7 separate regions of the Mus musculus genome follow, and regions 1, 2, 3, 5, 6 and 7 are each linked to region 4. A link is a contact called in public ChIA-PET, Hi-C, HiChIP or PLAC-seq and Micro-C data. All regions are on one chromosome and are shown on one strand. The core of a region is the stretch at or near the end of the contact, and the rest is flanking DNA. Distances in the headings are between cores, read along the strand shown. Region 1 overlaps Gadl1 (glutamate decarboxylase-like 1). Region 2 overlaps Tgfbr2 (transforming growth factor, beta receptor II). Region 3 overlaps Tgfbr2 (transforming growth factor, beta receptor II). Region 4 holds the start of Stt3b (STT3, subunit of the oligosaccharyltransferase complex, homolog B (S. cerevisiae)). Region 5 has its middle 20 kb from the start of Gm4668. Region 6 holds the start of Tgfbr2 (transforming growth factor, beta receptor II). Region 7 holds the start of Tmppe (transmembrane protein with metallophosphoesterase domain).

Region 1 (3,779 bases), core at 868-3,367, 750 kb after region 4:
AGCTGCCTGGAAGTCAGTCTTCTCCTGTCTGACTTTGGATAAAAATGTAGAACTCTCAGCACCTCTAGCCCCACATCTGCCTGGGCACTGCCATCCTCCCTTCTTGATGATAATGGACAAAACCTCTGAACCTATAAGCCAGCTCCAATTAAAGTTGTCCTTTATAAGAGTTGCCTTGGTCATGGTATCTGTTCACAGCAGTCAATCCCCAAGACACCTTGTCTCTGCTCTCCTGGGGCTGGGATTCCAGGCAGGCTACCACTACCACCTAGCATTTACCTGCGTGCTAGAGATTCAAACTCTAGTCCCCTCATATGTACAGGAGGCATGACACCATCTCTCTAGCCTCCCTAAATTTCTTACAATCGTGTCTTCTTCCAGGACTCTTGTTATTTTAATAACAGGAATGCAACCTGTCTAATGAAGCAGACTGATGGTGTCATTTGGCCAGCATCTCTGTATGGATCTTCCAGCCAATAAATAATCACCTCTTGGTGTTTTCAGACAAATGCGGTTAGGGTAGATTTTAGGAACAGACTGTGTCCTTTTGATATTAGAACTCCAAATTCACATCGTGGACAACTGTACTAGGTAGTCAGGGCATATCTGTGGTCATTGTTCCACAATGCCATCTGTCTTTTTATTCCGTTGACGTAAAGGTCCACTCTTGATAGAGATGATAATTTTCTGGACTCTTTCAGGAGCAGGCGGCACTTTTTTAGAATCTTCTATGGCGATGCTGGAGTGGCTCTCCTCTGCTGTGCCGTCTCAAGGAAGCCTCTTGGTCTTTCTGTGTTTGATGTGTCATATCGGTCAGCAAATTTAATTGCCCTCAAAGCATATGTTGGAGTATTTTTCAGAAAACTGTTTTAAAAGAAAGGAAGGAAGGAATGGAGGGAGAAACAGCTAGAAGGAAGAAAGGAATAGAGGGAGGCAGGAAGAGAGAGGGGGAGGCCACTACTACCCTATGGTTGTTGGCTCTCAGCAAGGTGAAGAAGATTCTTTTTTTAGTGAAATTCTTGATAATTTCATCCTCGAGTGCCAGTTTCTGTCTGTTCCCCTCAGCAGACAAGCCAAAGCTTAATTTGCTTCATTGGCTTCGACTTTGACAAATCCAGACTCCTGGGCAGTAAAATTTCATAGGCATTTAAAAAAATTTTTTTTTTTATCCTTGGCTCATTTATATTTAAATATCTTCACCACCAGGAAACTTAAACATTTATGCACGGAGGTGACACACTCCTTACCATCTCTCAGGTCAGCCGTGGAACCCGAGCCCCAGGCTCTTGATGCTCTGGGTGGTCCTTACTGGCCGTGGAGCGGGCACTGCCCTTTTCCACATCCCTTTAGGATGGAGGCTTTGAGCTGCTTCTCATTATGATTGCACTGCTTTCAAAAGGAAGCTACGGAATGCCCCTTCTTCCCGCCTGGAGAGATCTGTTATTCCATGAAAAGTTTTATTTTCTCATTTGCACACAATTACCATTTACTTCCCAAAAGATGTCCCTGTGGGCTTCTCTTCAGATATCGATAAAAATAGAGCAACAGATTCGCTGACCCTGCACCACACTGGACTTTGTAATCCAGGGGGAAAGCACAAAAGGAGGACTTCACATGTGAGAGACAAACTGATACACTGCCTTTTCTGCCTCATATTGGAAGGGTCTTCCCAGGAGCTGGGGAGAGGGAAATAGGACTTAGGTTTTGGTTTCAGTTTTCCAGGTCTCTCAGTGAAGATCAGATTGGTGAAGAGCAGACCCTTTGCAGAGGGGACTCCCTACATTTGCCATGGCTCAAAAGGGCTCAAGCCCACAATCACACCAAGCTAGAAGAAGGCCAACGGGTGGAAGTTTCTGCAGGTTTTGTTTCCAAAGGCTCAAAGGCTGCACCTTGTTGATTTGCTTTATGTTGTAAAACAATGGAAGGTCCCAAACTGAAACTATGTTCTGCTTAGTATGGTCAACAGGGCCTGGGGAGCAGTGGGGCGAAGCACAAGATGGATTTTTGTTAAAACTAGGACAAAACAGAGTTATTCTAGGCAGTTCAACCAAGAAGACTGATATCAGAATGTCCGTAAGTCACTTCCTCACGCATGTGAGGAAACACCATGTCTGTTTGTGGGTAGTGGCAGTGTTTAGTTTTTTAAAAGGAAGTTGGTTGGCAGGATATCTCCTTCACATATATGAAACTACCTAAGATTTGATAGTTGTATATGTACAATGATGGAATGCCCAGAAGTGGTTAGGGTCAGTGGCCTCGAAGAGTTCCCATTCCCAGTAGATGCCAAAGTCCCACCAGCTTATTGGTATTGTCTTGCTTAGCCAGCGATAGCCTCACACCTATACATCTTCTAACTTAGTAGTCATGTATTCGAGAACTTGAGAGATAATTGTCCCATCCACTAGAACAAGTACTATTTCTGTAGACACAGTGTCCCTGTGTAGCCTGGAAGTCACTAAACAGACCAACATGACTTGAGCTCACACAGATTCACTTGCCTCTGCCTGCTGAGTGATAGGATTAAAGGTGTGCAGGGTGCCACAGCAATGACCTTGCACAAGGACTCTCCATTGTTTCAGATTGCCTTGGTATGCCATTGGCACATCTCAGTTCTCTTGCTTCCTGCGAAAACCCTGGGCAGGTGCTGTTCTACCCTGTGAGAAAATACAAAGCAATTTAGGGAAGCGAGAGTTTATTTTGGTTCAGAGTTTAAAGCCACACCCACTCTTGCTCATGACTGTCCCCTAACTCCAGCTCCCGGGCACCCAGTGCCCTCTTCTGGGCTTCACGGGCACAGCATACAAGTGTGCAAGCCTACACTTGCACAGCATGAAAACAGAAACATCATTTTTAAGTAGATTATGTGGGTCTGGTGACCACAGTATATGGATGATCTCACTTAGGACACTTTCAGTCTTGTGGATGCTGTAACCATGACAACAGGCTCACACATAAATTAGGTCTCCCCTGGGCAAACCTGCATCCCTAATTATGTATTCTTACAGCAATTTCAAACCCTCCTCTTCTCCCACTAACTAAAGTATGTCACAGCATACAGAGAAACCCTGTCTTGAAAAGCCAAAAAAAAAAAAAAAAAGAAAGAAAGAAAGAAAGAAAAGAAAAGAAAAGAAAAGAAAAGAAAAGAAAAAAGAATGTGAACGTTGAATTATATTCAGCTCTCTTCTTGGGGTTAAAAACTTTAGCTGCCCCCACTCGTTACTGAATGGTGTGGTACTTACTGAATGCCTTTTGAGTGTGGCATGCTGCAAAACAGGTGCAATTGGCACTGATTTTTCTGATAGAAACTATTGAGGCCAGACAAGTTTTAATTTTTTGATAGCTGGGTTCTCTTGCCCAAGGGCCTCTTCACTGCAGACCACCATGGCTGTCTGAGGCTCGCTTCAAAACACTGGCACCCTGGTATCCACCTCCTCAGGCCCCTATGTGCCATTCACACCATGGAGGCTGTGGGAGGAAACTGTGGCCATGCTGACTCCAGTCTCAGAGATGCCAACACAAGAGCGTGCTGGTCTACCTCCCAAGAGGCGGGTAGGATAAATTGTTGAATCTGGTCTGTGCTAAAGTCACCGTGCTTTGTGGCTCTTCCATAGTTTAAAGCTCACAAGGCTGGGGAGATGGAGACACCTTGGCCAGTAAAGCTCGCGTTGAACCAGCACAAGGACCTGCCTTTAGAACCCAAGTAAAAAAGCTGGGTGAGTCACCAGTATGGAGTCTTAGTGCTGTGACATGGGAGCAGAGACAGGTGACTCTACCAAAGC
Region 2 (3,981 bases), core at 900-3,399, 780 kb after region 4:
ATTTGATCATTTTCTTTGTCTCCTTGCAGAGTATGGCTATATATAGAGAGATATAGACATATAGATATATAGATATATATAAAACATAGCTATTCGTATTTACACACAGGCATTAATAAAGTGCAAACGTTATTGGCTGTTGTAAAAATCAATCTCATTTCCTGAGGAGGTGCTAGCACAGCTTATGCCATGACAGTCTCCAAGGCATAGGACGCTCTCTGTCACTCATCCCCCGCCGCTGCCACCGCCGCTATGGTTGTTGCTGCTGCTGCTGCCGCTTCTAAACACGGGGCAGCTCCTGGGGAAGAAGGGAGCAAGTCCTTGGTTTTCCAGAAGCATCAGTCAGGAGAGAATCCTGCTGCCTCTGGTCTTTGGCTAGAGGACGGCTTCTGGAGGCTTGGCCCAGCCTGCCCAGAAAAAGCTATTTGGTAGTGTTCAGCGAGCCATCTTCTGGAATCTTCTCCTGGGAGCAGCTCCTCCCAGAGAGTCTCTCCGGATGCTCCAGCTCACTGAAGCGCTCTGCCACACACTGTGCTGTGAGACGGGCTTCGGGGTCATGGTCCCAGCACTCGGTCAAAGTCTCACACACGATCTGGATGCCCTGCAGAGGAAAGGAGGGGGGTCCCAAGGGCACCGTCAGTGGGTGGTCTCCATGGAGTTAGTATCAATACATCATTAACAAGGTCCACAGTTCAGAATAAGGCTCACTCTTTCTATGTGTTCATGTGTAGGTAGGTGTGGGTCAAAGGTCACTGTCAGCTGTCTTCCTCAAAGACACCTTACTCTTTGAGACAGGGTTTCTCATTGAGCCTGGAGCTCACTGATTTGGGATCCTTCTGCCTCCTCTTCCTTCTGTGCTTGTCTTACAGGATTACATCATGGCCACCAGCTTTTTACATGGGTACTGGGGATTCGAGCTCAGGTCCTCACCCTAATTTGCAATAGTGCCATCTCTCCAGTGCCTAGGGTCTACTCATGGTGGCATACATTGTATAGAATGTAACAGATATATCCATTACAGGGTCTGAAGGACTTCCGTTCCTCACTTTAAGCTGGGCTCTCTCTTTCCCTTGACTCTTTCATGGCCTCTGGAGATTTTCTTCTTTCAAACTGTAACCGTGCTAGCCCATAGGTACCCTTCTGTTTGAATGGAGCTGGACCCTCAAGCCCAGAGTGGGGCAGGCATTAACCTGAGCTCATTTGGTAAAGCCTGTCTTTCACAGAATGACTTATAAGTTGCTTCCAGAATTGCCTAGGGTGACTCAGACACCCCCGTCATCTCCATTGACATTAAGCTAGGCCCTCTGACGTGACTGTCTTTGTATGTCAAATATGCTTGACTGTAAGATATTTCAAAGGTGGCCCTCCCCAACACAACCCTACTCGCTAAACTCACTCCCACGCACGGAAGGCTGTCTAGAACAGCAAAGCACTCTATCTCAGCTGGATTTCATTTTGTGTCAAGAATGTCTTCCTTAATGTTTTGAGTTCTTTGAGAAAATCAGAAGGTAAGTGCATGGCCCGAGAGGTGGAAATAAGATTAGCTCTTTCCAATGTGGAGGTCAACATTGCCTCTCATGATCTCCATACTGTTGGCAAAGATACATCTAACACTCTTGCTGGAGAGTTGGTGTTTGCCAGGCGATACCAGCAACTTTCACAACTTCTGGGGAGTTCCCCTCCCTGCCCCCAGTTCTTGATGTGGGATTAATTGCATAATTCACCTAACTGATGGTATTGATTGATGGCCCTGTTAAGAGTAGAGTGTTATTGTTGCCACACCAGAAACATTTATTTTGTTCTGACACAGTAATTACAGGCTGTAAATTAAATTAAATATTAAGCATTACCTTGAAATCAATAGGGCAACAAATCTCATTAAGAGAAAAAAATGTATTATGCAAATTCTTTCCAGAATTTTATCATAATGAATAATGACTTCATTAAGAGAACTTTACAGGGGAGACTTCAAGAGACGGTGACAGAGTTTCAATGGAGCATACCATTCCTGGGCCTTCTAAATCCTGAGATTCTACAAACAGCCTTGCATTTTTAGAACCAAAGACAATTTGCCTGAGACTCCCTCTGGTAAATACTCTGACCCCGGGAAGCCTGGCTCACCTACTCCCCATCACAGGGCTGGCTCTGGGCCAGGGCTGCTCTGAGCAGACTTCCTGCCCCATTTGTCTTCCTGGCTGTGCCTGGCTTGCTGTTTCTGGCTCTCCTTTGAACGCCCCTTGCCTTGAGGCAGACCTTCCCAGCCACTGTCTGCAAGGAAGAAGGACTTCATCTGAAAGAGCCATAAAGGGCTATGCTGGATGGAAAAGAATCGGAAAAATACCGGTCTAGCTCTTTCTTTACTGAGGCTTTCTCGGGAACATCACACCTGTGGCCAACCATCTCTCACTCACAACCTACCCTTTCTTCTCTTCTCCTCTACCACGGCTATGAGCATCCTTAACTTCAGGTTCTGACAGTGAGCTGTGAGGATGTCACTCAACAGGTGGCCCGGCAACCTCCTTCACCTGCAGGCTCCTCTGCATTGATTTCCGGTCCTCCATTGTGGTGAGCCAGCCTCCTCTTCCCTAAGCTCATACACAGTGTCCCTCTCGTTTCCATACACAGCCAGCATGTATGAGCACACCAGCTACCTGGCAACGCTGTTTGCTTCCAACTGCTAAATATTTCTTTCTGAGGTTGAAGGACCTCAGAGGAGCAAAGTCAGAGCACAGAGGGAATGAGGTGTAGGCTCCTTGTGTGAAGACTTGGGAGGTGACCGGAGGCACAGCTAGCAACAGATCTCAACTCTGCATCCAGAGAGCTTGGGGAAAGTGACCAGTGCCCTATGGTGCTTATCTGCGCTTTCTATGGGAATGCTGCGTTAGCCTACTGAATGCAACCCTCAAGGTCATTCGCTTATGCTGGAATTTTCCTTACGAACACAAACCCAACAGAGTTTCAGAGAACCAAGGAAGCCAGCCCTCCTTACCTGGTGGTTGAGCCAGAAGCTGGGAATTTCCGGCCGCCCTCGGTCTCTCAGCACACTGTCTTTCATGCTCTCCACACAGGGGTGCTCCCGCACCTTGGAACCAAATGGGGGCTCGTAATCCTTCACTTCTGTGAAGAGAACAGGCAAACACAGACAAGATGAGCATAGGGTACATACACGACTGCGGGAAGTGTGCTGGGTGAGAGCCTGGCTGGGTAGTATGAGGTACCCGAGGGCAGAATGAACCTGCCATTGCTAGAACACTTGCAATGGTGGTGGGTTAAAATAAGAAGGCAGGGGTGGTGTTGGAAGGATGCTGGGACATAGTCCATTCGGTGATTGATTGTTCAATCCTTCTAGACATCATGCTAATAGCTGACACCTAGGGAATAAGGCAGACAGGAAACCAGCTTTCCCATAACGCAGGCACTCTCAGTTGGCGGGGAGAATACTTTTTTTCTAAGGGAAGAAACAGATTATCATACATACCATGGTACACAGACAAACTCATACCACAAACATACAAACAAAACACAAAATACTCATACATACAAAATAATAAAAATAAATAATTAATTAATTAAAATAAAATACTTTTTAAAAGCTGTATGTATTTCAAAGCTTCTTGTCCTCCACAGGCCCACAGTAATAAAACAGACTCAATAAATGATGTTCAATTTCATGGGAACATTCGCCCTCCAAAGGAATGGAGTTCTGAAAGATGCTCTAACCTGGATGGTTCCTGAAGACATTAATTAGTAAGAGAAGTAAGCCAGACACCAAAGTGGAATATTGTGTGTATGTGTGGAATATCCATGTAATGTCCCCACCAAAACTTTCACTGGAGATTAGCCACTCTCATGAGGCACCGAGAGGGAAGGGGGCGGGGGTGACCTTCATAGTCAGCTGAGGGAAACTCTTCCTTAGTAAATCTTTTCACGGATTCTTAGACGTCTTTGAGAGTGGGTCTGTTACTATAGCCAGTTTAAAGC
Region 3 (3,712 bases), core at 52-2,551, 820 kb after region 4:
AGGGGACAGGGGTATGGTCAGAGAAGCTGGAGGCTGTCTGCAAGTCCTTGAGGTGGAGTCAATTTTCCACCTAGAAGAGTAAAGAAGGGGCCGAGGACAGTGGTGGAACCATCCCCTGTGCAAAGGCCATGACAGTTCTCTCAGGTGAGGGCTAGGAACGGCCAGGCTTATGTCTCCTCCCAGATTCGCTCCCTGACTCTGCCCACACTGTCTTGTGTTTCCCCACTGCCTTCCACCCCTGCTCTACTGGCTCTCCTTGGAAATCTGATTACACCTCAAGGACCTGCTAGTGACCTGACACTTCTCAGACCACATCCCCCCACACCACAGTCACCCCAGCTCTCTCACCCTCATTCCTCACATTGGAGGGTATGACAGCCTCAACGCATTAGCTCAATCCTCAGTGTTCGTTTCTGCCACCTTTGGTCTCTAATTAAACAATACTCTTCATCCTAAAGTGGGCAGCTAATAACCACCGAATGGTTCTGTTTGATTGTTGGTCAGGCTATGTGGGTCACGCACTCCCTAATAACTTGCCAACAATTATATTTCCGAGAGCCTCGGTCTACCTTGTTCAGACACTATCTCCAGTGTGTCGAAGAGAACCCGCCATATGGAATCTGTCTTAGTTCCTTTTCTCACTGATGAGACCAAGTACCCAGGAAAATAGCAACTTAAAGGAAGGCTTTTGGCTCATCCTTTGAGGGTATAGTCTACCAAGGGGAGGCAGAAGCAGTGGGAGGCGGCTGGTCACATGGTATGTAGTCGTTAAGCAGAGAGGAATTGAGTTTGTTAGCAACATCTTGCAGTTGACCAGTAAGACAACCCTGCCATGCACTCCAGCAAACAGAGAAGAGTTAACTCATTTTCTTTACCACACTAAAGATTAGACACTTGGGCTGCATGGGGCTGAAGGACAGGCGCTGGCCCTGAGGCAAAAGGGAGGGACTTCTGCAAGAGGTCCCCTTCGGGAGGTCTGAGAGGGCCCCTTGTACTCACTCACTCCCCTGGTGTTAGCTTACTCCTGCCCTGAAGGTACCAACTCCAATGCCTGCCTCCCGACAGTTACTTTCCTTGCTGTGAATCTTAGATTTCTGTCTTCAGCATTTCACCCTGTGACCTTCTTTGTTGCCTGGGCACAACACCTGCTTCCTGGGTCTCTAAAAATACAAGCTTATATATTTAAGATCTGCTTTCTTGTGGTAACAGTAAACACAGAAGAAGAAGGAAAAAAGCAAGCCCATTCATCCCTCTCTAGCCTCTAGCTCATTTCGGGAAGGATATTTTTAGGTAAGAAACTATTTTGAAATCCTCAATGTCTTGCAGAACGTTCTCTGCTTAGCTAAAAATATAGGCCTCAATGGGCTCCGGACCTTGTTTAAATTTGGTAGCAACATAACAATGGATATACTTTTTTTCTGCAATGGTTATGTTTGGATCCATTTGTGAAACAATTCATTCGATCCCTTAGATTTTCTTACAAGATAATAAAACAAAGAAATAGGAGACTGTATTTATCACAATCAGATTTCCCACCCCCCTCTTGGTATTGGGTGTGTTTGGACTAAACATTATTTGCTGGCTGGGAGACTCTGATGGTCTTCTCAACAGAAAATCAAGTCTTTGGGAGATGGAATTTAGCCATTTAGCCTTCTAACATGTTAACATCTTAGTCTAGATCGGTGGTTACCAACTATTCCCACTGTGGACCAGGCAGTACTACTCTTAAGCAGCCAGAGAAACAGCAAAGCCTGGGTGGATTTCAGATGTCCTGACTGAATGGTTCTGAAGGTGGCCTGGGCCTTGGGTTACTAGGAGAATGCCTGCCCCCCACCCCCCCATAGGCTCATATACTTGAATACTTGGTCCCTAGTTGGTAAAACTCTTTGGGAAGGACAAGGAGGGTAAGTTTGGTCTTGGAGGAACTAGGTGTGATGAGATTTGAGGTTTAAAAAAACTACCACCATTCTCACTGTGCTTTTAGCCTCCCACTTGTGGATCTAGATGTGAGCTCTCAGCTGACTCTACCACCATGTCTTTGTTCCACCATGATGGACTCTGTCCCTCTAAAACCATCTAAAGCCTGATTGTACACTCTCTTCTATAAGTTGTTGTAGTCATGGCGATAGAAGCCTCTATACTCATGCGGGTGTGGGTACCTTTGGAAGTCAGAAGAGGGAGCTGGAGCCCTTGTGGAGGCTGAGTTACAAATGCTTGTGAGATTCTAGGTAAGAGTTCTGGGAACTGAACTCCAGTCTCTGCAAGAAAACCATGCACTCTTAACTTCTGGGCAATCTTTCCAGCCCCAAGGCCTCTGGACTTTTTGAGGCTACACAGATGATTCTGATGTGCAATGTTGATTAAGATTTCTAAGCTACAATTAATGGGGGTGGGGTGGGAGGAAGTCCAGGACAAATGCAAATCAAGGGGCTGAGTGTGTGACTCTGCTGGTAGCATGCTCAAGTTCTGGTTCCCCTCAGCACCACATAAATGCAACAAAGTGAGGCATGCTTAGCATCCCAGCACCCTGTAGGTAGAGGCAGGAGGATCACAAGTTCCCAATGGTCACTTGGTTACACAGGGAGATCAAGGCCAGCACAGGCTACCTGAGAGCCTGTTTCAATCTCAAACTGGTGCAGTGCTGATGGAAAACTTCCCAATGACCCTGGGAAGAGCTCCCCTGTGAGGAAAGCCCCCAAAGATGGCATCTGCTCCTGTGCGGCTCCTTTCCCGGGGTGGCCAGTTCTTGTCTAGCAAAAGCTTAGATGTGAGAGAACAGAGACACAATGACAGGGTAGCCACAAAAGCAGAGGAGACTGATGACAGCAGCGGCTACAGAAGCCACCCAACAGAGGTGTTGACAGGGGTAAGTGCCTAGGGCTGGTGCTGGGCAAACAGGCCTAACAGGAAAGAAACAGATGGGGCCAGCAAAATAGAGAGAGAAAAGGAAGGAAAGGAAGAAAGAAGGAAGGGAGGGGGGGAGGGCAATGGGAAGGGGAGGGGGAGGAGGGGAGGGGGAGGGAAACTAAGAGAGCAACTCACAAAGCTCTTGATGCTCCCTGCCACAACCTGAGCTGACCAGAGCAGCATGACACAGATCACCTTGCCTGCTGCCCTCCTAGGAGGTCTGAGAAAGTCTCTTCATTGATCTTTGAGAGAAAGGGGAACAGCACCCCACACCTCACATTTGGAAGCGTGGGCATTTGGAAGGGCAGTAGATAAGGGGAATGTAGACTTCTCAGCGCCAGCTGGGGGCACGCTTTGCCTTTTTGTTTATTTCATTTTTCCACCATTACAGCAAAGCAGAAGGTACCACAGTTAAGGTTCAGTCGGGATATTTTCTTCCCTCCTCTTCCTTTTCTACCTCCTTGGATTCCTCTATGAAAACCTTACACAAGGCATGATCAATACAATTCACCCTGACCTGGGAACCCCTGACAGAGGTTAGCTGACCGAGATCACTGCCCACTAACAATCCCATCAGCTCCCGGAAGCCTATAAACCTTCAACCTTTTCCCTTTAGACCAATATTCTCTTCCCTGTATGTGACAGCCACCCCCTGGCCTTTTGTGAAACTGTTTGGCAAGACAGTCACTTTCAGACTATAGCAATATTGGTCATCTGTGTTGGCCTCATGTCATTCTGTTAAAAGCTTTACGAATTCACTCTGGAACAGGGAGCAGAGAAACACCAGCTTTTGTTCAGTTCATGC
Region 4 (4,172 bases), core at 1,595-4,094:
ATTAGTAACAGCTATGAAAAGAAAACCTAAAGTGAGCACAGTATTCTTTTTGTTTGAACTTGATTTCTCTCATTAGGTCTCTTGAGTTAGGCATTCCATGAGATTCACACAGACAAGTCCCGATGCACGATGGGGTGCAGGCAGGGAAAATTCCTTTACTACACCTATCTGCTAATTAGAATGCTCTAACATTCCAAGCATAACATTTCATCAAAAATAAACAAACATTTAACACTACCGCTGGTAGATGGGAGAGCTTAGTTAAGTAGGTAGGCCTTAGCTGTGGACACTTGCAGATCAGCAATGTGAATTAAAATGTAAGTGGAGCAGACTCAAGTCAAAGAACTGTTTCCATACACAGCAGAATAGAAACAAAATAGATTTTCATGAATAAAAAAAGTTATGCTCTTCAATTCCTAAAGCCATCTAATCTAAGCCGCCTCAAGTGCAGCTTTACTAGGGGAAAATGACAAAAAGAAACTTTAAAATCGCCTTGTCATTTATTTGTGCATTTATCTGTAATTATTAATTTCAGCTTCTGAGTGCACTCCTAACAGTTCCCAGCCTTCCATTTGTAAAAAATGTTACTTCATGGAAGTATCTGTACAATTACCCTGGAAATATTTCCAGTTTTTGTTCCACCCCGTGCTATCTTCATCTGAAAAGACACAACTTTCTCTTTTCATGTTGTTCAGTAAATTCTGCGGCTTTCATTTCTAGTCAATCTCAGTTTTAATCTAATTGATTGTTTCAAAGAATACTCTATCTAGTTAGTTAAGACTTCACAAATATTCGTAGGTTCGTATGTAATCTCCACCAACATGATTTTCTCCTCTGGTTCCAAATAACATAATGGTCATTTATAAAGCAAATCTAATGTTAGAAAAAAATGGAAACCTCTTAAAATAGGACGAAAACACCTCACAGCAGGCCATCACTGTAGCTCACTGCTTCTCTAAACAGGTTTTCCTTGAGTAGGCCCCTCTGGTGTTCAATAGATATTGCAGCATAAATATTTTTCTTAAAGTACAACTTAAATCTGATACTTAACACATAAGCCCCCCCCAAAAAACTCATTTATAACCTATATATGTACTAACTCTTAAGAAGATTCTCTGTGCATTTCAAATGGTAAGACAAATACCCTACCGTTTAATTATGTCTAATTACAAGTAAGATTAGTTCAAGGTTGATAGGGCAGCCTGAAGAATAAACTAGTTTAAAGAGGCGCGCTGGCGCTCGCTCTCAATCTCTCTCTGGGGGAAAAAAAAAACAAAAAACAAAAAACAAAAAACAAAAAACTTAACTCAGGTTGGGCCAGGAGGAAGAAAGTGAAAAGCAATCTTCCCGTGTAGGTAACTCAGTGTTCGAAGTTAAGTCCCTAAAACCAGTGAGTGCCATGCAGAGCGTGCAACTTCGGCACCACAATCTAGACTCTCAGCACTGTGGTACGGCTTGCTCTCTTCTCCACAGACCTTCCAGCAGACACCAATAAAAGAACTCATGCAACCCAGTCGGATATTGTAGCAACAACGAGGGTGAGAGTTCAGCTAACAGAAAAACGATCTCGCTCTAAAAAGCAACGCAATACAACTGTGCAAATAGTGTGGCGAGCTGAGAGCACTTAAGGGCCTTAGGGGGGAAAGAGACACTCCGGAAAATACCTGGTGCTGGAAAAACACGAGGCGCTACCACTGCGCTCGCTTTCGGGATAATATTTTCCCCCCCTACATTCTAACACTCCACTCTCCCGGAAAGAAAGCATGAAACTGCGAGGCTGAGCGGACAAGGGGTTCCAGTCACCACCAGCAGCCAGAAGGCAATCCCGGGGCTGCTCCGATGGCAGGAAGGAGAGAAATGAAATAAAATGCAACAAGGCGCAAAGCTGCGGCGGAGAGGGCGTGGGGAAGGGGGCCCCCGGAGCAAGCCGGGGCGCGGCGGCGAAGAGGCGCCGCGCGGAGCCGGCCCACCCCGGCGGCCGAGGACCCAGGCTCCGCTCCCAGGCAAACTTCGCCAAGCGGGCAGGGGGCGCGCCCGGCCCGGCCCGCGGGAGACCGGGTGGGATCCGAGGGGCTCCAGACAAACGGGGACCGCGGGCTGCCTGCGGGGGAAGGGCGGGCACACTCACCACGGGTCGAACTCGTGGATGATGCTCTCGAAGCGGATGACGGCGAAGAGGCGCGAGCTGAAGCCGGCCAGCCAGGCCAGGAAGAGGATGGTGAAGGAGAGCAACGACTGCCACCCGGCCGGCTGCGACAAGCCCCCGGACAGCCCCGCGGGGGGCCCCGGCTTCGGCGCCGCCGCCCTGGACGCGCTCTGGGTTCCGGGCCCATGGTGCCCGTGGCGGCTGTTCCCCAGAGCCATGAGGCCGCTCCACGGGGACGAGTTGAGGGACGACTTGTGCTTGCTCTCCGGGGCCGAGGGCTCCGCCATGTTGTGCCCCGGCGGCGGGTCTCGCTCGTCCTCCGCGGCCACCGCCGCCGCCTGGAGCGAGGGGTGCTGGGCGGAGACCCAGAGGAGGAGGAGGAGGGCGACGGCGACGACAACGAGGAGGAGGAGGAGGCGGAGGCGGAGGAAGAGCTGGGCGCGCTCCCGCCCTCAGCACCGCGAGGCCGGGACACTGGGGGTGGTGGAGGCGGCAGCGATCCGAAGTCTCCGCCTCAACAGTGGCCGCGACCGTCGCGGTCTCAACCCAAAAGGCCCCTGCGCCCCACTAGCCATCCGTGTCCCCCGTGCGGCTGAGGAGGCGGCGGTGGCGGCGAGAGCCGACGGGACGAGGGCGCCAGAGGAGCGGCGGCTCGGAGCGGCAATGACATTCCCCCGCCCGCCCAGCCGCGAGGAGCACAAAAGGGGAGGAGCCCCCTGGAGTCCGGGCGGAGCTCAGGCAACCTTTGACTCCGCCCCCTCGCCCAACAGGAACTGGCCCCTCCGCCTGTCACAGAGCGACAGGTCCGTTAAGGGGCGGGGCCGGAATGGCGGCGTGCGCCAATAGGAGCGCGAGCGGGGCCTTGGGCGGGGCTTCGGCTGAATGGCCCTCCACCCCCTCCGCCTCGCGGCCTCCCGCCTATTCGCCGCCGGCCGTGGCTACGATTTCATTGTCAGTTGAAAGACGCGGTTTCGCGCGCGAGCCCGTTCGGGGCCCTGGGGAAGGGCACCAGGAGGTTCGGCTCGCTTCCCCGCGCGGATTCCGACTCGAGCAGCAGAAGGTCCCACGTCCCAGTCGACCGAAGGAACAGAGAGCACGGCTTGGCCGGGTGCTCGGCGGCCGTGACTTTTAACCCGCTCAGCGCGGGGCGCCCGCCACGTGACGGGGCGCGCAGGCGCGGTGCGGGGCCCTAGGCGCGTGGGTCCAGCCGCTGTGCTGAACGTGCCAGAGTGAGTGGCTGGGTCGCTACATTCTCTGTCCCCGCCCTGCTGCTCTGAAAACTTGGAGTGGGCAGATGTCGTCCGAGCTGCAGTAAGATGTAGCCAGGCGGACACACACATAAATGTCACATTCTTTTTGCTGTGTTCTCCAGGACTTTTTTTTTTTTTTTTTTTTTTTGCAGCTCAATCTTTTGACTGCAAGAATTCATTATTTACACCTGCCTACGTTCCGTCACCAAATTAACTTTTCCTGGACTGTATTAGCTATTGCCCAATTTTCACTCTAGCCAACTGAAACGTAGGAACTTTTCCTTGTCTGGGGCAGTTTGCTTGTACCTTCTCCTTCCTCCACAACTAGCTCCGCCCATCCCCAAAAGGACAAAAGTCAGAACTAAAGATCCGGAGGGTCATTGCAGTGTTAGAAGCCCTCTTGGCAGGTACAGAGGTTAATGTAGAAACAAGGGCCGGCTAATATTTCACTGGTTTCTCGTGTACATTCACAACTGTCCATCTTGTTAGGGAACACCAGAATCTTTAAAATGTGTGTAAAGATTAAGTCCTGTAAATTTGCAAAATAAAATTATGTTCCGTTGCTCATTGTCAAAGGTTAGGTAAATGAACAAATGTACCTAACTAATAGGCTCAGCCACTCCCAACCTGGTGATTAACTTTGCCGGTTTCCTTATAAAAATAAATAGACTCTCATCAGGGAAAATGAACAGCTTCCATAAATAGACCTCCTCACCACCATTTTAATATCCAACATTTATTAAACATGTAAATTTTAATGAGATTCATAGTGGAAT
Region 5 (3,666 bases), core at 307-2,806, 900 kb after region 4:
GAATATGTGTGGTAGAAGAAAGGATGGGGGTTGCTTGAATCAACTCTTGCCTCAAGGATCATGGGAAATTCCCTCTAAATTGAAGCAACAGTTCTTTGTGGCAGATACTGTTCTTTTCCTACCCCAAATCCATTTCCCCTCCTTCCTTCCTAGCAGCATCCTTGATTTTGTTCAGAGCTTCAGTGTATATAACACACACATCTGGACACACACACACACACATATTCTGGAATTCTTCTGTAGTGGAGGAACAATTTCAGCTCAAATTCTATGACTCCCAGTGGGATCAAATAGCAGAAGCTCTAGGCATGCAGATATAAACATCTGGGAGTAAATCTATGATAGACCTGCTGAAACCAGAGAGGAGTTAGTGGTGAAGAGCATTTGCTGCCCTTGTGGAAGACCTGACTGTGGTTGCCTGCACCTACCTAAAGGCTCATAACTGTCATTCACTCCAGTTCCAAGGCATCAGGAGAAACACTCACACACATAAAAAAAAAATGTTTGAACTTGTGAAATCCTAATGGTTCAGTCCAGCTAATTGCGATCGAGAAAAACTTCTCAGTCTCACTAATCCCAGCAGTTAGCTAAGGTGCTGTCCTTGAAGGACATCACCTAAATACTAAGTGGAACTTTTGATATGATCCTTACAGCTTTGCACCTTTTTTCTAGCTCATTATTAAAACAAACAAACAATAATTCAAGTATAAAAAAAGAGCTTAACCCTAGTTTCTTTGCAGTCCAGACTCAGTGAGCCCATCTTGAGCACTGAGATGGGAGCGGTGTCTCAGAGGTGCTGGAGGAGGGGCACTCCTTTATCATCCCTGAAAGGAGGAGGCAGCTGCTGAGTTTCTTTCCTCTCTGCTCCTTCACCTTCATTTCTGTCTAGCAAATATGCATGGGTTTGAGACGGAGCCTGTAACTCCCACGTCTGTGGTAGATGTTGCCCGAGTGGATGATGGAGAAAATTAAGGGTAAGCTATGTTTTGTATGACAGTGTCCCAGCTCACCCTGCCACCTTTGTCCCACGAGAGGAAGGCAATCCCTTTGCATGACTAAGGCCTTATCATGAGGCTTAGAAGTAGTTTGCTGTTCACGAAATTCTAGATAATCGGCCTTTGTTCTGACATAACTTGGTTGCCGATGCTCTAGTGTTGGGCCCCATTTTGGCCCTGGTTTGGGCCTTGAGGACAAACCCGTGCCTGAGTTTTGAGATCTCTATCAGTCATTTCCGTATCGGGGTGACTCAGCAAGACCTGTTTGGCCCTGCCTCTGCCCTGCCGTTGCTGATGTAGAGCTTTGCCATTGGTTCTGTTCGTCACTCCATACCCTCTGTCACCCTTCCACGCCTCCTACATCATTTTATCCCACCAAAAATCCCCCTCCCTATGTTCCAAACTTATATAAGCGAGAGGCTGATGTCGTAAAGTTGAGTTCCTGCTTTGACAGACTCCCGACCTGCATGTTTTTCTTTTGGACCATCACACTCGCCATCCTGCTCAGTCCCAGAGAGACCCCGGCAGGACCAAGACCTCTCTCTTCTCACCTGGACCTGCTGGCAAGGAGCCGGCATTCTAGCTGTTGTTGTTGTTAATCATTTACCCCATCTTCCTATGGAGAAGTGCTTACCCACACATCCCCAAGTTCTTTCTGTCCCTCCTAGGAGAAAGGCAAGCATTGCCCAGATGCTGCTCTTGACTTTGAACTTGACCTTATGGCCAATGGAGTGTGAGTTTCTCAGAGCATGGCACACTTACACCAGTTCCTCTCTTATTAGCATTTCCCTGTGTGGAACAGACCCCCAGCCTGTCTGTGTTGAAGTTTCCACATAACATGAGGAAGGACTAGACCTGTGTTTTTAAATGTCAGTGAATTTAGAAATGGCACTACAACACAACTGACTTCACAGAGGGAGACCTACTGCCTATGGCCTTGAAGAAGTCCATGGAAGAAATTACAGAAGGATAAAACTCATCACCCAAGGAGGGGGTTATGGGTAGAAGAGGGTAGGGAGTTGAATCTGTCTGTCCTGACCAATTCTTCCATTCTACCAATGGTTTTCTTTTGTATGACACGGCAGAGTACACACAAATTGGGCCTCTGAGCCTAGACCCTGGGGTCCCAACTGTAGTTATTAGCTATCTGTCATCTCTACTTGTCTGTCATACATCTCAATTATGCATCTATCTATCTATCTATCTATCTATCTATCTATCTATCTATCTATCTATCTATCTGCCTAACTCTATTATTTACCATTAATCATTTATCACCTATCTATCTACCTACCTACCTACCTACCTACCTCTCTCTCTCTCTCTCTCTCTATCTATCTATCTATCTATCTATCTATCTATCTATCTATCTATCTATCTATCTTTTTATCAATTGTCTATCTAATCTATCTTTAGCATCTCTGCCATGTATCATCTATCTGTATCTTAGCTATCTTCTATCTTCTATTTTTATTCCTTTATATATTTTCATCCTCTACAGGAAACAATATGCATTAACTGAGAGTGAAGGCCAAGTTCAAGCCAGTTATACTTTTTGTCCAAAATGACGTTACTAGGTATTTTTCCGGAAATATTTTAGTCCTAAGTTCCCAGACAGCCTAGTTTCACCTGTGCTCTCTCTTCCCTCCCCCACAGGCTCAGTAGGAAAAAAATGTACACTGCATAGCATTTGTTTAAACAACTTAAAAAAATAGTTTGCAGTTAATCTTTTTTTCTTTTTCATAAAGGACAAGGTGCTTGGAGTCTCGGAGTTTCTTGCTATGAGTTGCATAGCATCAGAAAATTAGAGTATAATTATTAAGCAGTGGGTGGTATATCTGCTTGTTAAAATACAAAGTGTGGGCTAGGATCGTGGTCCTGAGCCAAGAGGCTGCCACACACGCCTCTCTCATGGCTTTAGGGCACTGCTTTCTTGGCATGTAGTTGTGTGAGTGAATTTTTTTTTTAAGTGGCACCCCATAAAACCATGAAAAAAATCAGTTCCCAAAAGAAATCAATTTATTTTATTTTAATGTGTGTTTAAAGACCATCAAGAATGCAATCTACTTTATTGTTTGAGTAAAACAGGCACGATGCCCTCATGCTTTCCAAGGAGGAAGAAGACTCGTGTATAGTAAGTTACACCTGAGGCAGCCTGTTAGTATAGGATCTGAAACCTCAGGGGATAAATCCTTGCCCGCTTGAGGGAGGGGGATGAGACAAGAGCAGACCGTTTTATACATGGAGCAAGTTTTCAGTTTGCTTTTGAGGCCAGACCTCATGGTGCACAGCTGTAATTCCAGCACACAGGCCGCTGAGGCAGGAGGGTTGAGAGTTCAAAGCCAACCTGAGCTGCAAACAAATAAAAACCATTCCTCCCCTTAGGCCCCTACCACTCCTTCTCTTGGATGTTTTTCTGGTCTCCAGGCCTCCCCAAAAGATCTTTTAATGAATAACATTTTGGACAAGCAGTCTAGAAATTAGGTTGGGGAGATTAGCAGAGCAGGTAGAGGGTTTCAACAGATAAGCTCGGCTTACTGGAGCCGCCTTTGAAGAGTTCTAGACATCTATATATCTAACTGGTATTTCCTACATTATATGTTGTGTGTCTTGAGGTGAGGGTACCTATGTGTAGGGGCCAGGAAACTGGAAAGAGGCTCAAGAGGAACAA
Region 6 (3,626 bases), core at 1,050-3,549, 860 kb after region 4:
GAACTGTCCAAACATCCTGGAATGGCAATTCCATAAAATGTTAAAAAAAAAAAAAAAAAGCCCTCTCCGTCTTATAAAACTATTTAAAGCCCAAATTAAAAAGATCCACCAAGTCAGTCAGCTAATTGTTTAAAACTGTGCATAAATATGACTCACAAGCTACAAAGCCTGGAATTCGAAAATCACAAATCTTAATCTTGTAAACAAAACTCAAACTGGGGCCTCTGGACTTCGGTTCTTCTCGAGCTAAAGCAAACGTTTTATGTACACAAAGGGAAGGATATTCTTTCTGATGGTCTTCAGCAAAACCCAGCAGGGTTTTTTTTTTCTTTTAATTTTTTTTTCTTGTGTGTGTCTATATGTGCTTGGGGTAGGGTTTGTGAGCACAGGAAGGGGCAGAGGAGGAGACCAGGGGTCCTCTGTCACTCTCCATGAGTCTCTATCACTCTCTTTGAGTCTCTCTCCGAACCTAGAGCTAACCTGGCATCGAGCAATTTCCAAAGGGTTTCCAGTCTTCTCTCACTAGTGCTGGGCTGGCAAAGAACCACACCCAACTTTGCATATGGGCCCTCGGGATTTGAACTCACGTCCTCAAGCTTGCACAGCAAACACTCTTAGCCACTGAGCTAAATCTCCCAAGCCAGCTTTAAGGGCCTGGGTTAACATGAGAGACAGTTGACCTTTCTGGAACTGCACTTCAATGGAAACCAACGACACGAACGCGGACTTTATGAAGCAACAGGACTAAAACCTGTTAGGATTTTTGCTGTTTCCCTTTGTGTGGCTCTTCCCTTCTGAAATGGTCCACTGCTGTTTGCAACACGATCCAAAACTCTTAAATCACCTCAACTACCGATGTCTGCAACGAGCTCTCTTGCACCCTACTTCCGCGCTCCCCAACACACACACACACACACACACACACACACACACACACACACACACGGCCACCGCAATCTCTGCATTTCACCCCAAATCGACCCTGGCCATCCTCTTAGTTACTAGGGAAGGTCATGGAAAGCCAGTGATGAAAAGAGTGTAAACTTTCACAAACTGAACCACTGCATTGTACAGTAGGGAAAACTGAGGCCCAGAGTCATGTGACTTGCCCAGATCGTGGCCCTAACTCTAACTTTAGAGTTAAAATGCCAGATTTTAAACTTTCCAAGCAAACCCTTAGGAAGGAGCCCTAGAGCCTGCTTTTCTCCCTTAACTAACCCCTGCGATGGGACCTGGAGGACAACCTGGGTTAGGTGTTTCCATTGAATAGTAGCTGCTGAGATCTTTCATTCCAGGCAGCATCCCTATAGTCCATCACTTAGTAGGCATGCACTAGATTTTTCTCAGCCATCAACCTGACCACCCTCACTGGGTCCTCATCCCGGCAGGCCAGGAATCAGCGAGGATAGAGATCAGTTCTCTTCTCTAACTTGTATCCAGTGAGTCACGGCCCAGAATCCCTCCCGAGATGGCAAAGCTGAGGACTGAGAGTCTGGCTCAGTCGCGGTGTCTAGGGCAGTAAGCGGCCCAGGTGTGCAGCAGCTGGGCGTCCAGTCCCCTGCCGATGCTCCTCCAAGTTCCAACTTCTTAAACTTCCCTTTCCGGGGCTCCAGGCCCCTCGCGGCCGACCTGGCCTTTCGTGCGCGCACAAAGGGGGTCAGGAGCGTCCCCAAGTCCCCTGCAAGTGGACTGTCCTGCTCTTTTGCGAGAGATCTTGCCCGGATCCCCGCGGGCCTGAACCGACTCGGGCCGCTACAAACTTCCCGTTTCCGCTCTCGCACCGGGTCCCGCGGCCGACTGTCAATCGCTGCCCTGGGGGCTGGAGGAGGAGCGGGGAGCCCCAGTGAACCCCCAGGGTCGCGCCCTGGCCACTCACTCACCCGACTTGGGAACGTGCGGCGGGATCGTGCTGGCGATGCGCGTCCACAGGACGATATGCAGCGGCCACAGGCCCCGGAGCAGCCCCCGACCCATGGCAGCCCCCGTCGCTCGTCATAGACCGGCCCCTGGTGCGCCACGAACCGAGCCTCGGGGACCCCGGGCTGCGCCTTTACTCCTCGCCCTCTCAGGATGCGGGCCAGATGTGGCCGGCGATCCCCGGAGCTCGGAGGCCCGGAGGAGGCCCCCGGCGGCCGAGGAGAGCTGAGCAGGAGGCTGGGGCTCCGTCCCCCAGGCGAGCGTGTGCGCGCGCGGGGGGTGTCGTCGGTCGGTGCGCGCGAGTGACTCACTCATCAACTTTACCCGGGCGCCGAGAGGGAAACAGGAAACTCCTCGCCAACAGCTGGGCAGGACCTCTCGCCGCCGGAGAGCCTTCCAGCTCCGGCCCTCTCCTCCAGCTTCCAGCCCTCGCCTTCCTCCGGCCGCCAATCAAGGCCGCTGGATTGGACCTTGCCTGGACTCTACAAACTTTTAGCTGCCCACTCCCAGCGCTCCCACGCAACCCCCACCCCGCCAAGTCTGGGCTCCAAGTTCAAACTCAGAAGTGACTAAGCGCACTTTTCGCAAAACAAGCTCGAAAGTGGTGTAAACCACTTTCCTTGATACACCTCCAGGCACCCCCACACCTTCTAGGCATTACTCCCAGGGGCTTCATAATTCCATTGAGACCCAGGAGAGAGCTCTGAAATGTAGCTTCAGAGTCCCGAACACGTTGCTTCCCCTAATAAAATAAAGGTAAGCACTTCTTCACTAGAGCTTAGTTTCAGTTTTATGTACATGCATGTGTGATCACGTTGTAAAGGACTGTTTTTTACTGTGGAACAAAATCCAGGAGTTTGTCTCAGAGTTTAATGTGCGTATTAATCACGTTGGGTTGTGAATTTAGCTAACCTGCAGGTTCTGGTTCAGTAGGTCTGAACCCAGAGTGTCTGCATGTCTAATGAGCACCTGGGTAGAGCCTCCCATTGGAAGGACCGTTTCCTGGGCGTGGTTTGCTGGGTGAAGCTCTGTGATCAAGGTAGGGCTGATATTTTCAGGGTGTTGCCTCTAAGAAACTAAAGAAATTAAAGTATGTTTGGGGCCAGACGATGATGGCACACGTGGGCGGGTCTCTGTGAGTTCAGGGCCAGCCTATTATACAGAGTGAGTTCCAGGGCAGCCAAAGCTATACTGTCTGGGAAAACAAACAAACAAACAAACAAAAACCCAAAAAACAACAAAAAAAAGTGTCTTTGGTGGTGGAGTCTGCTTTTCAATGATCGCTCTTCGATAAGATAATTCGAGTAAGGAGAGAAAATACTTGGCTGGAGGTAGAAAGGCTATCAGTAGGAAGACCCATCAAAATTTCCATTCTTTCTGGGGTGACCATGTTTTCCAGAGACAATCTCTACAGTGTGTGTGTGTGCGTGCGCGCGTGCGCCTGTCTGTGTGCAGCACGGCCTGTTTTTTTGTTTTTGTTTTTTTGTTTTTTTGGTTTTTGAGACAGGGTTTCTCTGTATAGACCTGGCTGTCCTGGAACTCACTCTGTAGACTAGGCTGGCCTCGAACTCAGAAATCTGCCTGCCTGCCTCTGCCTTCCAAGTGCTGGGATTAAAGGCGTGTGCCACCACTGCCTAGCTGCCTGATTTGTTTTTAAGGGTTCATTTTACTGTATGTGTGAGTACCTTGCTTTCATGTCTGTATGTGCA
Region 7 (3,971 bases), core at 930-3,429, 910 kb before region 4:
ACAGTGTAGAAACATCCCCTGTGTGGAAATTTACTAGAGGACACATCAGGTCTAGAGATGTCTATCTAGAGTGGCATGTAACCCAGGCTAGCCTCTTATTTGTGGAAATCCTTCTGCCTCCCCCTATAGAGCATTAATGATTACAGGTGAAAGCCACCACACCACAGTGGCTTAGACCACCAAAGACAGAGCTAAAATGTCATGGACAAACTGGAGATCCAGGTGAGAAGATGACAGGAGTTCATTTAGAATCCAGTGAAGGAGTTAGTCTGTCAATAACCTAATTTAACTACATGTTCTACCTATCAAAACACACTGTGAGAGTGGACAAGGCAGTATACACCTCCCATCTTAGCATCTAGGAGGCAGAGGCAGGCAAGTTCTCTGTTTCACATAGAATCTCAGGGCAGCCAGAGCTGCATAATAAAGGCCCTGTTTTATAGAACTAAAACAACCACTGAACCATAGTAAGTTCAAGGACAGCCTTGAGATCCTGTTTTTTAAAAAAATTCAAATTTTGGGCTGGGCGTGATGGTACACACCTTTAATCCCAGCACTTGGGAGTCAGAGGCAGGCAAATTTGAGTTCAAGGCCAGACTGGTCTACAGAGTGAGTTCCAGGACAGCCAGGGCTACGCAGAAAAACCCTGTCTCGAAAAACCAAAAAAAAAAAACCAAAAAAAAAAACAGCTTTATTTAGGATATTTATTTGTATATTAGTATATATGACCCCGTGTGTGAATGCCCACATGTGTGTATGTGCGCCATGGTGTACATGTGGAGGTCAGAGAATGATATCTGGTGTGTGTCCTGCTCTGAGGCCGTTTGTCCTACTGTTCTCCTTTGCATAACCCAGGCTACCTGGCCCCAGAGTTCAGGATTCGCCCATCTCACTGTAGGAGTGCTGCGCTGTGCAGGTTCTGAGAGTACTCACTCCCGCCTCCCTCTCACATCGTCGTGCCCCACCCGTATCCCCACCCCAAACCCTCTATCACTAAAAACAACTACCAGCCCAGTCTTCAGGCTATCTTCTAGAGTTCCAGGCCAGCTAAAGATACACAGTGAGGCCGGGCGTGGTGGCGCACGCCTTTAATCCCAGCACTTGGGAGGCAGAGGCAGGCGGATTTCTGAGTTTGAGGCCAGCCTGGTCTACAAAGTGAGTTCCAGGACAGCCAGAGCTACACAGAGAAACCCTGTCTCAAAAATCCAGAAAAAAAAAAGATACACAGTGAGAAGCTGCCTCAGAAAAACAAACAGAAAGAAAGAAGGAGAGAGAGAGAGAGAGAAGGAAAGAAAGAAAGAAAGAAAGAAAGAAAGAAAGAAAGAAAGAAAGAAAGAAAGAAAGAAAGGAAGAAAGAAAGAAAGAAAGAAAAAGGGGATTTAGGGGTGTGGCCCAATAGTAGAGTACTTGCCTAGAATTAATGAGGACCTGAGACTCACCGATAGCATTGCAAAAAGTAAGTGAAATAAATAAATAAATAAATAAATGAGATAATGCCTAAAATAAATGAATATTGTTATTGACTACAACTCATTAAAGCTGGGAAAATCTCATGTATATTTAAGTCAACGTCAACTAAAGCAGAGGTGATGACCCATGGCTATACTTCCAGCATTCAGGAGGCAGTAGGCGGAAGATCAGAAGTTGCCAGAGGGAAGGGCTACTGTTCTCATTAAAAATCAGGGCACTTCAAAATAACTTGGCCATAGCTGAGTCACACTTAGAATTCCTCTGTAACCTACTACAGTGCTTCTTCACCTTTGCTTTCACTGAACCTCGGAGCTGGGTCCGGGTCTAGGACTTCAGGGTTTCTGGGCTGGGGCCCAGAGTCTGCATTTCCATGTTTAAGTCTCGTTGGCCTGTGGACCACACCTTGTGAATGTTAGACCACGTGCTAGGGAGAGTTTTAGGGGCTAGGCTTCTAAGGCCAGAGCACTGAGGACTGACTGGCTGGTTTCCTCTTCCCTGCTCAGTTCTTTTCTGGCAGCCGGGACAGGCTGAAGGCCCCTGTGAATGGCCAGCCCCTGAACTTCATCATTGCTCATTCAGGGGTGCCGCCATTCCGGAAGGAAACACAGTTGTGGGAGATGCATAGACCACAGCTGCTTCTGAGTCACGTGGCCTACAGAGGCTGGACCTCCACTCGCAGCACAGAGCCTCGGGGCGGGGCGGAGCTGGGGGCGGGTCCTGGCATAGGGTCCTCAACAACCCCCGGAGGTGCAGCGGCTGGCCAGAGCGCCCACTGCCTAACGGAGAGACCCCATCGTGGCGCGATCATGCTCCGGGTCCCCCTGTGTACGCCGCTCCCGCTCCTGGCACTGCTGCAACTGCTGGGCGCTGCGCACGGCATCTATGTAAGTCTCCGGTGCCACCGCGCGGGGACGCTCCGCCGCTGGGAAGCGGGCAGAGGCCGAGGAAAGCCGCGGCTCTGCAAAGTCGGGATCCGGGTTACCCTCGATCACCCGCTCAGAGCAGGCAGGCCGCCGAGGCGCAGGCAGTGGTCGGGCCTCCCGTAGGAGGCGGGCCGGACGGGCGGGGCGCGCGTCCTTCCTGGTTGCTGGCGCGCGTGGGTTCCGCTGCGGCGGTCCCGTGTGCACGGACCTGCTTCCCGGTTTGTGCAGCGCGGTCGGGGGCTAGCTGAGGTGCGCCTGAGTCTTTCCAGCTTCGGTTTCTGGGGAGAGGGGTCCAGGCTGCGCGGGGCTGCTAGAGGGCTCCGCGGGCAGTGGCGTGGGGCGCGATCCTTGCGGAGTTCGGGCTTCATGGAACGCTCCGGAAGGAGAAAAAATGGGGTCAGGAGTGGCTCCTGCAGTGGGGTCACAGGAATATTCGCTTTCAGAGACTTCTCCCTTTTCAAACATACTGTTCATGTTTCTCGCTAGCCACCTGCTGGCTGCTTTTAGTTTGAGGTGTGCATCGCCTTGTTTGTTGGAAGCCTTTTTCTTCTTTTAGGGTTTGGCGGTGCGGGAGGAGGGTGGGAAGAGGCCAAGTGCTACAGGCGAGGTCTGGGTGGCAGGGCAGTGGCTGAGGCGCGTGGGACACGCACCTGGGGAGGTCTGCACCGAACCTGCGAAGGGGACAGGGCGTGGTGGAACGGGGCTCCTACTCATTTGCACTTTGAGCGAGTCACCTTGGGGCCCTCCAGATGGACTGAGTCGGGTAAGTTCAAGTACTTGGTAGTAGACTTTGAACCTTGTAGACTTGTAAAAATTACACTCTTGGAAATGGCACACGTTTATCTAAAACCAGAGTTGAAACTTGTTTAAGTTTCTGGAAAACAGTTGCTGAAAATGCTTTCGATTAAGGAGAACGAAAATTTAGTGCCGGCTGCTCCGTCAGAGCTTGAGGTCTTGAGAACCAGTGGGCAGAGGCTCCAACAGGTAGGGGAAAGGAACCCATATATCTGGAGTGTCAGGATGGGCAGGAAGAGATAAGGATTTATGGAGGTGTCACCAGTCTGATGTAAGTCACCAGGCAAGAAATTGAGGTGCCCTGTGAGAGCCGAACCCTGAGACGCTGCTTTGTGATCTCCGCGGGAATTCTTAATTATGTAGCTATCCCTCTTGAGCAGTTAGATTAGAGCCAAGAAATTCCAGCCAACTGGCTTTCAGTTATTTTTGTTTGTTTGCATCTGCAACGTTAACTCTCAAACTTCAGACCTAGATTAAAAATTAAAGCCGGGTGGTGGTGGTACACACCTTTAATCCCAGCACTCGGGAGGCAGAGGCAGGCAGATTTCTGAGTTCGAGGCCAGCCTGGTCTACAGAGTGAGTTCCAGGACAGCTAGGGCTACACAGAGAAACCCTGTCTCTAAAAACAAAACAGAACAAAACAAAAAAAAATAAAATGTGTGTGTGGGGTTGTTTAGTTTTGGGGGGGGAGTTGGTTTTGTTTTTTTTTCCTTTTTCAAGACAGGGTTTCTCTTTGTAGCCCTGGTTGTCCTGGAACTCACTCTGTAGAGCAGGCTGGCCTGG

The links. Hi-C and Micro-C count contacts between places; a contact is called where the count stands out from the background. ChIA-PET counts read pairs in DNA pulled down with a chosen protein or histone mark. HiChIP or PLAC-seq counts read pairs in DNA pulled down with a chosen protein or histone mark.
Region 1: a contact with region 4 is called in an H3K27ac HiChIP or PLAC-seq map of acute myeloid leukemia, with 6 times the contacts expected there. The contact joins the enhancer-like site here to the promoter of Stt3b in region 4. A contact is called at or near these places in 4 of 39 promoter capture datasets (the C10 cell line, embryonic stem cells, hippocampal neurons and 1 more), 1 of 15 datasets of contacts at CTCF or cohesin (large pre-B cells), 7 of 484 Hi-C or Micro-C datasets (adipose-derived mesenchymal stem cells, cerebellar granule neurons, cerebral cortex and 4 more) and 16 of 115 datasets of contacts at active chromatin or transcription factors (acute myeloid leukemia, astrocytes, bone marrow-derived macrophages and 12 more).
Region 2: a contact with region 4 is called in an RNA polymerase II ChIA-PET map of memory CD8 T cells, with 39 read pairs. The contact joins the enhancer-like site here to the promoter of Stt3b in region 4. A contact is called at or near these places in 2 of 39 promoter capture datasets (hippocampal neurons and liver) and 2 of 115 datasets of contacts at active chromatin or transcription factors (embryonic forebrain and memory CD8 T cells).
Region 3: a contact with region 4 is called in an H3K4me3 HiChIP or PLAC-seq map of bone marrow-derived macrophages, with 2.9 times the contacts expected there. The contact joins the enhancer-like site here to the promoter of Stt3b in region 4. A contact is called at or near these places in 2 of 39 promoter capture datasets (the C10 cell line and pre-B cells) and 3 of 115 datasets of contacts at active chromatin or transcription factors (bone marrow-derived macrophages, large pre-B cells and memory CD8 T cells).
Region 5: a contact with region 4 is called in an H3K27ac HiChIP or PLAC-seq map of extraembryonic endoderm stem cells, with 5 times the contacts expected there. The contact joins the enhancer-like site here to the promoter of Stt3b in region 4. A contact is called at or near these places in 3 of 39 promoter capture datasets (hippocampal neurons, liver and pre-B cells) and 2 of 115 datasets of contacts at active chromatin or transcription factors (extraembryonic endoderm stem cells and large pre-B cells).
Region 6: a Hi-C map of B cells shows a contact between it and region 4, with 14 read pairs. The contact joins the promoter of Tgfbr2 here to the promoter of Stt3b in region 4. A contact is called at or near these places in 1 of 39 promoter capture datasets (embryonic stem cells), 2 of 484 Hi-C or Micro-C datasets (B cells and the MNK3 cell line) and 9 of 115 datasets of contacts at active chromatin or transcription factors (astrocytes, bone marrow-derived macrophages, effector CD8 T cells and 6 more).
Region 7: a contact with region 4 is called in a Micro-C map of the G1E-ER4 cell line. The contact joins the promoter of Tmppe here to the promoter of Stt3b in region 4. A contact is called at or near these places in 2 of 484 Hi-C or Micro-C datasets (both in the G1E-ER4 cell line).

What each region holds. Positions count from the first base shown.
Region 1 is chr9:116,056,549-116,060,327 of GRCm38.p6, forward strand. All of the region lies in intron 14 of Gadl1 (glutamate decarboxylase-like 1), which reads left to right. Among named protein-coding and RNA genes, the nearest start is that of Gm31014, 4.0 kb to the left of the region's middle. Within about 2 kb of position 2,118, at least 55 of the 459 cell types and tissues checked have an H3K27ac peak or open chromatin away from gene starts, as enhancers often do. A contact at or near this core is called in acute myeloid leukemia and bone marrow-derived macrophages, where this site is marked.
Region 2 is chr9:116,089,957-116,093,937 of GRCm38.p6, forward strand. It overlaps Tgfbr2 (transforming growth factor, beta receptor II), which reads right to left. Exons shown (of 8, transcript NM_009371.3): 7 at 2,990-3,117; 8 at 1-601. The coding sequence ends at 422. Among named protein-coding and RNA genes, the nearest start is that of Gm31014, 37 kb to the left of the region's middle. Within about 2 kb of position 2,150, at least 43 of the 459 cell types and tissues checked have an H3K27ac peak or open chromatin away from gene starts, as enhancers often do. A contact at or near this core is called in liver and memory CD8 T cells, where this site is marked.
Region 3 is chr9:116,132,525-116,136,236 of GRCm38.p6, forward strand. The region is part of intron 2 of Tgfbr2 (transforming growth factor, beta receptor II); the gene reads right to left. Among named protein-coding and RNA genes, the nearest start is that of Gm31292, 11 kb to the right of the region's middle. Within about 2 kb of position 1,302, at least 29 of the 459 cell types and tissues checked have an H3K27ac peak or open chromatin away from gene starts, as enhancers often do. A contact at or near this core is called in bone marrow-derived macrophages and pre-B cells, where this site is marked.
Region 4 is chr9:115,307,624-115,311,795 of GRCm38.p6, forward strand. It overlaps Stt3b (STT3, subunit of the oligosaccharyltransferase complex, homolog B (S. cerevisiae)), which reads right to left and starts at 2,845. Exons shown (of 16, transcript NM_024222.3): 1 at 2,129-2,845. The coding sequence starts at 2,433.
Region 5 is chr9:116,207,150-116,210,815 of GRCm38.p6, forward strand. No RefSeq gene overlaps it. Among named protein-coding and RNA genes, the nearest start is that of Gm4668, 20 kb to the left of the region's middle. Within about 2 kb of position 1,557, at least 23 of the 459 cell types and tissues checked have an H3K27ac peak or open chromatin away from gene starts, as enhancers often do. A contact at or near this core is called in extraembryonic endoderm stem cells, where this site is marked.
Region 6 is chr9:116,173,064-116,176,689 of GRCm38.p6, forward strand. Tgfbr2 (transforming growth factor, beta receptor II) reads right to left here and starts at 2,300. Exons shown (of 8, transcript NM_009371.3): 1 at 1,881-2,300. The coding sequence starts at 1,974. Gm40582 (a long non-coding RNA gene) reads left to right here and starts at 2,581. Exons shown (of 3, transcript XR_871320.3): 1 at 2,581-2,673; 2 at 2,848-2,956.
Region 7 is chr9:114,398,916-114,402,886 of GRCm38.p6, forward strand. Tmppe (transmembrane protein with metallophosphoesterase domain) reads left to right here and starts at 2,180. Exons shown (of 2, transcript NM_001200002.1): 1 at 2,180-2,354. It overlaps Glb1 (galactosidase, beta 1), which reads left to right and starts at 2,163. Exons shown (of 16, transcript NM_009752.2): 1 at 2,163-2,354. The coding sequence starts at 2,277.